Linked DNA regions of Mus musculus: regions 1 and 3 are each linked to region 2. A link is a contact called in public Hi-C and promoter capture Hi-C data. All regions are on one chromosome and are shown on one strand. The core of a region is the stretch at or near the end of the contact, and the rest is flanking DNA. Distances in the headings are between cores, read along the strand shown. Region 1 holds the start of 4931414P19Rik (RIKEN cDNA 4931414P19 gene). Region 2 has its middle 64 kb from the start of Gm30275. Region 3 holds the start of Cebpe (CCAAT/enhancer binding protein (C/EBP), epsilon).

What was found. Promoter capture Hi-C pulls out the DNA fragments that hold promoters and counts their contacts. A called contact is a pair of places that touch in the nucleus more often than the background predicts.
Region 1: a contact with region 2 is called in a Hi-C map of cortical neurons. The contact joins the promoter of 4931414P19Rik here to the enhancer-like site in region 2. A contact is called at or near these places in 7 of 39 promoter capture datasets (the C10 cell line, the HPC-7 cell line, cranial neural crest and 4 more), 2 of 484 Hi-C or Micro-C datasets (both in cortical neurons), 6 of 115 datasets of contacts at active chromatin or transcription factors (the 230-238 cell line, acute myeloid leukemia, astrocytes and 3 more) and 1 of 9 other capture datasets (embryonic stem cells).
Region 3: a contact with region 2 is called in a promoter capture Hi-C map of pre-B cells, with 9 times the contacts expected there. The contact joins the promoter of Cebpe here to the enhancer-like site in region 2. A contact is called at or near these places in 11 of 39 promoter capture datasets (the 3T3-L1 cell line, 3T3-L1-derived adipocytes, the C10 cell line and 6 more), 1 of 15 datasets of contacts at CTCF or cohesin (large pre-B cells), 13 of 484 Hi-C or Micro-C datasets (3T3-L1-derived adipocytes, B cells, the C10 cell line and 7 more) and 1 of 9 other capture datasets (embryonic stem cells).

Annotation. Positions count from the first base shown.
Region 1 is chr14:54,604,295-54,607,246 of GRCm38.p6, forward strand. It overlaps 4931414P19Rik (RIKEN cDNA 4931414P19 gene), which reads right to left and starts at 1,614. Exons shown (of 7, transcript NM_028890.2): 1 at 1,509-1,614.
Region 2 is chr14:54,060,479-54,063,178 of GRCm38.p6, forward strand. It overlaps Tcra and Tcrd. Among named protein-coding and RNA genes, the nearest start is that of Gm30275, 64 kb to the right of the region's middle. Within about 2 kb of position 1,338, at least 57 of the 459 cell types and tissues checked have an H3K27ac peak or open chromatin away from gene starts, as enhancers often do. A contact at or near this core is called in cortical neurons and pre-B cells, where this site is marked.
Region 3 is chr14:54,710,759-54,713,458 of GRCm38.p6, forward strand. It overlaps Cebpe (CCAAT/enhancer binding protein (C/EBP), epsilon), which reads right to left and starts at 1,416. Exons shown (of 2, transcript NM_207131.1): 1 at 691-1,416; 2 at 1-116. The coding sequence starts at 1,200.

The sequences.
Region 1 (2,952 bases), core at 364-2,863, 540 kb after region 2:
CAACACTGAACTAAGAAGCACGGGGGTTTGGTTGTAGTGAAAACTTGCACTTTAATCTCCCGGTTACAACATTGTAACCGACCCTGATTGCCATCCACATACACTATAATGTTTTCACTCAAGTCTTTAAACACAGACTGGATTTGGGCAAATCCTGTCTAACTCTTAATAAGCCTGTCTCAGCATAGAACTCCCAAGGGAAGGGGGGCCTCTGCCCCAGGCAACAGTCCTTCAATGCACACACACTTTTCCAAAAATGTGACGATATGGGGGAAGCTTTGCATTCACAGAAAGCAAAATAACAATCACATTGTATTTCTTATCCCTCCTGGGTTTTGCGTTTGCCTCCTCTTGCCCCTACCCCAAGTACCCCTCCCAGGACCCCACCCCCACCCCCGTTCAGTAACTGGACTAGAATATTGTCTCACACACTTTCCCAGATGTGGAGTTTTCCAAACAAATCCCAACCAATAAAAGGTCACTTTGTCAAAATGCCAGGAGATTCCCTTCTGGTACCTCCCCCCAAAACTACTCATAAAGGCTAAAATATACACAGTTGCATGTTTAGGAAGGAAAACCAATAAAAAACCAAAAGCATTTAAAAAGTCACTAAAAGGCTCTGGACTACACACTCAGTCCCCGTCCCCCCCACTTCGTTTGCCAAACACACTGACTGCAGGCTTTGGGGCAATTATTTAATTATTCACTAATCTGATATAAAAAGAAGCAGAAAAGAAGGTAAATTCCAATAGGATGAAAGTTCTTAAGTATGCTAAGTGCAGGATTTCCTCTACGCTTTACTTTGCATTTGAAATCCTGTTTTGATCACATTTGGGAACACAGAGGGGAAAAAACATCCTAAGGTCTATTTTACACACATAAAATCAAATGAAAACACTTTAAAAATAAAATCCGATAACAGCACATATACACATACTTTACATAAATACAAAGAATAAACCACAAGATGAATCCATACGAAATGGTATGTTTTAAGTGTACATACACACAAATGTCCTCATGAAATTGTGTGTGCAAAACACTGTGAGAGAGCTTTCCCTTCTCTCCTGGGAAATGAGTGTCCCAATTAAAATAACCCAGTATATTTAATCTATTGGCCTGTCACACTCGCTGCTACATTGCTGCTACAGCACTTGGTTTTGGTTCTGAGTGAGTGTGTCTAAAATACATGCCAAAGGCTTTGTGAGGGCACCTCAAATCTCTCTGTTGCCTGTGGTAGAAATTCACATTATCGCTTTAACCCGATTAAAAACAAATCTATACTTCCCCAAGCGACTAAAATTTAAATCCTTCAACCACAAAATTTACCAATTCTTAAAATGTGATCCAAAAAGAAAAAAAAAATCTGTAAATTGGTCTGGGAACAGTTGCACACGGCTTCTCAACTTGGTATATTTTTAAACCTCGACCAGGAAAAAGAAAGAGAAAGAGAGACAGGAAAAGAAATGGGGAAAAGAGCAAATTCCCCTTAGCAACAGTTTCCTCACCCCAGCACTGCCACAGATCTCTATTTTTAAAAATTTGGAAAACGCACACAAGATGAAGGAGGAAAAAAAATGGAAAAAGGATACTCGAAGGTCGTATGGCTCTTTGTATTCGTGTGTGTGCAAAAAAGGAGGACTCGCGGAGCCGGAGCTCACAAGCCCCGCCCCTTCCCGGCCGCCCGCCCGGATTGGCCGCCGCCCGCCCCGCCCGCAAGCACACGCGCCGCACCCGAGGCGCCCGTCCGGGGGGCCCCCGAGGGCCGCGAGCTCCCGGACCTGGCCGATGCGCCCACTGCCCTTCCCTTTCTCCTCGCTGTCCGCTCATCTTTCCCGTCTCGTTCTCCCTCCCCGCCCCCCAAGCCAGGCTCAGAAGAACCACCCTGTGAGTGAGCGCCCTCTGACATTGCTAAGCTGGGAGAACTAGCGAACTTGGGACCTCTTAGGCTGATTGAGCGTCAGGTTTGGGGGGCGAGGCCCTCCAACCCTTGGTTTCCCAGGCCAGTGTCTCTGGGTCACACAAGTTGTCTAGCAGCCCACCTTTACATGAACATCTATGAGTGTAACGTTGTTCAAGTGAGAGGCTAAGTAGCCTTACACTTGGGGCTTGTTTTTGCACAGCCTGAGCCAGGCTCCCCTACTAGGCTAAAACCACATTCTGAAGAAACCAAAATGTCTCCCTCACACACCCTGCATGTAGACCATTGCTTAAACCTCGATTTTAAGCAGTCCATAAACCGGTCTCACTGCACCTTTTTATTATAAAACGTTTGCGCGAACACACACACACACACACACTAACATACATACATACATACGTGTGTGTGTGTGTGTGTGTGTGTGTGTGTGTGTGTGTGTGTATTTTTTCTTTTGGTGGGGGCACTCGCGTGCCGCAATGCAAAGTGTGGCAATTAGGGGACAACTTGTGCCAGGTGTGGTGGCGCATGCCTTTAATCCCAGCACTCGGGAGGCAGAGACAGGCGGATTTCTGAGTTCGAGGCCAGCCTGGTCTATAAAGTGAGTTCCAGGACAGCCAGGGCTATACAGAGAAACCCTGTCTCAGAAAAAAGAAAAAAAAAAAAAAAAAAAAAAAAAAGAATAGGGGACAACTTGCAGGAATTCTCTCCACCTAGAGGGTCTGAAGGATCAAACTCAAGTCCACAGGGGTTTGGCAGCCTTCACCAGTGTCTCTGCTGGACACTAAGTTCTCTTTCTCCCCCCCCCCTCTCCCTCTCCCTCTCCGTCTCTCTCTCTCTCACCTATTTATTTATGTTTTAATATCTGAAACCCATGACCCTTCTCAAGTCTTCTTTCTAGGACTTCCTGCCTTTTCCTCCTCACTCGAACCCCTGACCTATGAGTTTATAAAAGAAAATGAAAAGAACTCTAAAAATGGTGATGCATGCTTTAACCACATTAAAAGAAAAAGATGTGTTCCCGTTTCTTTTTC
Region 2 (2,700 bases), core at 88-2,587:
CAATCCCCAAATGGGAAAAGGAGCTCTGGGCATTTTAAAGAGCAAACTGTGCTTGCTTCTGTAGCAGACGGAAAAGATATCGCATGACCAGAATGCATTAGGATGCACCTACATATGGGGACTTGCTTTCTAAGCTGTCCAAAACTAAAGTAGGGGTCCACTCCTGCTGGCAGCAGAAACAACACAGCCTGGAAGACACAGCTGTGTGGTGTGTCCCAGGTCTGAAGCCAGACAACTTGGCTGCTTCTTTTCTGTATTTCTATAATTCTTTTTTCTTTCCTTCTCTCTTTCTTTCTTCCTTTCTTTCTTTCCTTCTTTCTTTTTTTCACCATTTACCCAGTACAACAATACCCTATTGAGTTCTTCTAAGCCAGGGTATTTAAAAGCCTTGGGTGGTTTCTGAGAACAGGGTACAAATCTAGGCACCCCTCTTTGGCCTGTTGAGAAACTGGACTGTCCTCCACTAACCACAAAACCCATGGTTACCAGGACTTCTCGGAGTCATTCATTAAAACAGTGATATTGAGGTAAATAATTCAGTCACTTTCCACACAGAGGAACTCGGGCATGGAACTAAGAAACAGCCTCATCTCTCCTGGTCTTCATCCCTTTCCTCTCTTTAGCCCTCCATGGACACCAAGGTGACCTGCCACTGCTTTCCAGTCCCTTGAGAGTGACTCCAGATGCCAAAAACTCTGCCTGTCTGAGTGACCTTAAACAGCCTGTATCCTGTTCATGCCTCATCTGTGATGTGTAACTTGAGGTCCTGGGATTAGATGATGACTGAGTCCTCTTCCAGCTCCTACCATCTTGCAGCTTTGCCTTCCCAAGCTTCTGTCAGCCCTCAAAGGATGGCACACAGAATACAGTTTCCAACAATAGGCCAACTCAGCAGGACCTGGCAACACTTGTTTTCCAGTAGAGAAGAATTGTGGCTGTGGTTGGACTCTTGTTGACATTCTTTGTCCTCTGAAGGAAACAAACCCGGAGGCTTCAGATGTCATTGACACCAACAACAGGGCCTGGGGTGGTCACACCCTTGTGGAAGAAACCTGCCGAGCTGTTCCTGTGGGCTCTGAAGTTGCCTAGTCCAAGACTGAGGATGTTTTAATAACTATTTCTCAAATTTAAAAAAAAGAGCTTTTTATATTCAGCATAGGGGTGTGGGGGGTAAATCAGGTCTCCCAGGAGGGCTCTACTCTCGCCCATAATAGGGGATTGGTTTAGCTCAGCTGCTCCTACAAAGGGTTGAATACAGCAAGCAGCAGTGCAGGCAGCTCCCTGCAGCTCTATGTGAAAATGACTCACAGCGGTTATGAATATCAAGCCTCCTTTGATGTGTTCCCAGACGTGAGGAACAGCCTGGAAGAGGAGGTTGGCTCTGGATGCCTGCTCTGTGGGGTGGTGCACAGAGGCCTGAGCACATCTGGCACTATCCAGAAGCTCCAGGAGAAATTCAGGCTGGGTAATTACCTAGGACTTCCTAGGATACCACAGCTCTGATTCATCATTATGCTCTCTCTGTCTCTGTCTGTCTCTTTGTCTCTCTGTCTCTGTCTCTCTCACACACACACACATGCACAGAGAGACAGAGACAGAGACAGAGACAGAGACAGAGAGAGAATTAGATTCCCCTAGAAACTGCAACCTGTTTCTATACCTTCACCTTTCCCAAGGGGATAACAATTCACATCCATGAATAAAAGTTGTTTTACTGAACACAAAATGAATGTGCCTCCTCACCCAGCATCTGTACCAATTGCTGTAAAGCCATAGACCCTGCCCCAGTCAGCCAAGCGGAAGGAGTTTCCTCTGTAATGGCCATTTCTACACTCTTAGCCTTTCAAGAGGCTGCATGGTACCTTGTTCTTCTAATAGGTTCTCAATGGTGATTGACTACAGTGACTCCAAGTCTTTTCCCCCATTGGCAGCTCATGAGACTGGGTCAATCACACTTAGATATAATAGAAGACAGAGCTGTGGCCACAGCATCCCGGCTTGTAGCAAATGGGTGGGTGAGCCACTACCACTTCATGTCTGTTTCTGGGGAGAATGAATGCATGCAAGGGTTTCTCCCATCTTAGGCCAGGTTCAATAGCATATTCTCTAAGTCTCTGGAAACTTTGGCAGTCTTTATACTTTTAGAAGCAAATAATACTACTGTGTTCTAGTAGATGGTCCCACCCATGCAATGTTGGCAGCACTAAGTAGATTCAGTGGGTAATTTTGAGAGGGACAAAGAGAGGGAGGGAAAGAGAGGGAGGGAGAGAGAGAAAAAGAGAATGAAATTTGAAGGAAACGTGGCAGAGAGAGATGTCAGAGGAACTGAAGAATAGCTGATATGTAAATTTGATCTAACACATTATGTGCATTATGAATATCAGGTAAAATGCATTAAAAAAAAAAGCAATTGTCAAGGGGCATTTAGGGAGGTAATTGATTTAATCCTGTGCTTGCTTATTTTCCTTTTCTGAAATGATGTTTACATTGCAGCTAAGTGGGGCTTTGAGTGAAAATTTCTCGGGAATCCGCAGAGATCTCTGTGCCCTAGGCATGGAAACAAAGCCAGCAGCTCGTTTTCAGGGAGTACTAGCCATGTGTCAGGCACAATGCTTAGAGCCTCCCAGACATCTTCCTCCCTAACGTTCTTGCTCCCTGGGTCAGTGTGTGGGAGCTGGAGGAGGTACTGTGTCTCCACGA
Region 3 (2,700 bases), core at 166-2,665, 650 kb after region 2:
AGTCGGTACTCCAGGCTATCTTTGTTCACTGCCTTCTTGCCCTTGTGTGAGGGGCCAGCAGGGGAGGGTGCCTTGAGAAGGGGACTGCAGGGAGGGGCAGCAGCTGCCACAGGGGCCTGGAGGGTAAGGGGGACAGAGAGGTGAGGGTCCACCAGGAGGCAGAGTGAAGGCTAAGCAGGAAACCCAGCAGGGAGAGCATATGTGAGGCCTCAAAGGGATACAGGACTCCCAGAGAGCTCCGATCTCCCAGGCATCCATCTCCCTGTCTCTGTGAAGGACCGTAACCCAGATACATATGGTCCTTGGTCTGAGACCAAAGCTTTCTATCATGCTCTCATTATTCCCTTCCCTTTGGTTTGTCTGTAATAAGTCTCCCGTTCTAAAATTCTAGTCAGCCATGTTTCCTCATCCAAAAGCAGGCAGCAGAGAAGCAAGAGGTATAGTGCACAGCAGGAAACCTGGTCCTGCCTGAGATCAGGGCAGAGCAGCTATTACAAGTGTCTTCAGGACACAGCCGAGTTCTAAGAAATAAATTCACAGAGTTGGGAAACAGGACCTTGGGGTAGGGCATGTTCACAGAGGAGCACCAAACATAGACTTGTTAGGGAAGCCCAGTAGTCAGAATTCCCTCAACCACCCACCTTGCTCCACCCTGGGGGGAAGAAGCGGGGAGAGCTACCTTGGTCTTACCTTGAGGACACGCAAGGGCTGGCCAGGTGCTGCCAGGGTCGGGGGGAGGTGCACGGCTGTCTGCCCGCAGTGTGCCACTTGGTACTGCAGGGGATTGTAGCTGCCTCGACTGGTGCCTCGGTTGCCCTCTGGCCCACGAGGCTCCTCCTTCACCGCCACAGCCCTGGGGTCGTAGCTCCCTGGGTTGCTGTAGATGCCAGGCCCCAAAGCCTTCCTATCTGGGCCAAATGTGTGTGAGGGATAGGCGAATGGCCGAGGGTCAGCCGGCAGGTAGTGAGGAAACGAGGGGGCTCCTGGGCCCTTAAGGCTTCGGGCTTCAGGCGTTGGCTTCATGGCAAAGAGGTCAGAAAGTAGCTGTTCTTCCCCAGACTCGATGTAGGCGGAGAGGTCGATGGAGGCCTCATGCTCACACATGTCCCCCAGCTCCCCGGGCCCAGCTCGACCCCCTGAGAACTCAAGTGGCTGCTGGCCACCCCGAGGCTCGCACTCATAGTAGGTCCCGTGGGACATGGCCGGCCCGCCCCCTTGGCTCCCCGCCCCTGGGTCCTGTGCTGGGGGCGCCCGCCCGTTGGGATGCTCAGCCTGCCCTTTCTTGGATCTCCCCCGGTCCTAGATTTGCCCTAGGTTTGCCCTCTCTGGTCTTCTCCGTCACCAACTCCTACGTGGCTTCTCTCCTCCTCTGCTTCCCTTTCCTTCTGTAGTCAGTACCTCTTCCTTTCTTCCCTTTTCCTCTCTCTCCTTGGGGTGACTAAGGGAGGGGCAGGGCACACCCCGGAGGGAGGGGTGCTTAGCAGTTAGGGCGCTCTTTGCGAAGGCCCCAGCCACAGTCCAGAAGTTGCTGTTTGAGAAAATGGCCCTTTTTGCCCTGCGAGTTCAAGGGATTCTAATCCCTTGCCCAGAGTAGCTTCTCTGAATATCTGTCTTCCTCCGATTTCCAAAGAGACCTGTGCAGAGTGAGGTGTCAAGCCAGAGCCAATAGACAAAGCATTCCCCCAGTGCCAACTTGGTCTAAACTCCTCCCTTGATGCATCTTCCTCCCTGTCCCGTCCCCCCCCCTCCCCGCCCCCACCCCCAAGTCCTGAACTCCACCTACCCCGGGGTAAGTCAGTTCCTTCTGTAGCCCCACCTCCCAAGACATTTTTCTCTGTGTAGACCATCATTGTTTGAAGGGTTTGGGAAGTAGTAGTAGATTCTAGGACCAAGCTACCCCTGGCCCTAGTACAGGGTATGCCCATTTGCTAGTTTTGAGACAGGGTCTCACGATGTAGCTCAGGCTGGCCTTGAACTCACAGAGTTCTGCCTGCCTTTGCCTCCAGAGGGCCCCTATTAAGGTTCTTCGGTTAGGTCTTTGCACAGGGCTTGTGTGCATGTCTCCAGATCTGGCTATGGCTAGCAGCCTGGCACAGTCCGGGGCTGCCAGGACATAGCTGAGGTTTCTGGTCAAGACATGGGTCCTGTACCTCAGGCCCAGGCAAGCTGCAGCCTCAGAACCAACAGAAAGGATCTGCTGGAGGTCCCAGTTGCTCCACCCTAAAAGCTGTTCTGGCTGACCCCACCCGCGCTGGCCTGAGGCTCTGCCTCCTATTTCCTGTGCCCTGAGCTGCATGCAGGCCCTTGTTTTCTGACCTGTGCGTGTCTCTCGGGTCCACTTCCTCTTGTAGGCTTGAGAAGTCTTCTCTCTTGTCCTCACCTCTTCCTGGGGCTGTTTCGGGGTCCGAAGGAGAAGCTGGTAGCTGCCTGCCCGCCCTTCTTGATCTTCTACTAACCCCCAAAGTTCATTTTTCTGTTTTGTTCGGAACTTCCTGCTCTCTCCAGTTTGGTTGTGGCCCTGCTTCAGACACGGTTCTGGATTTACTGACAAGAAAAGAACACAGAGACATGAGAAGTGTGTCACTTTTCAGTTGTTTGTTTTTTTTTAGGTTGAGCCTCCCTTTTAGCCTAGCCTGGCCTTGAACTCTCATCTTCCTGCTTCATTCTCCACGGAGCTGAGTTGATAGCTGTGCTACCATA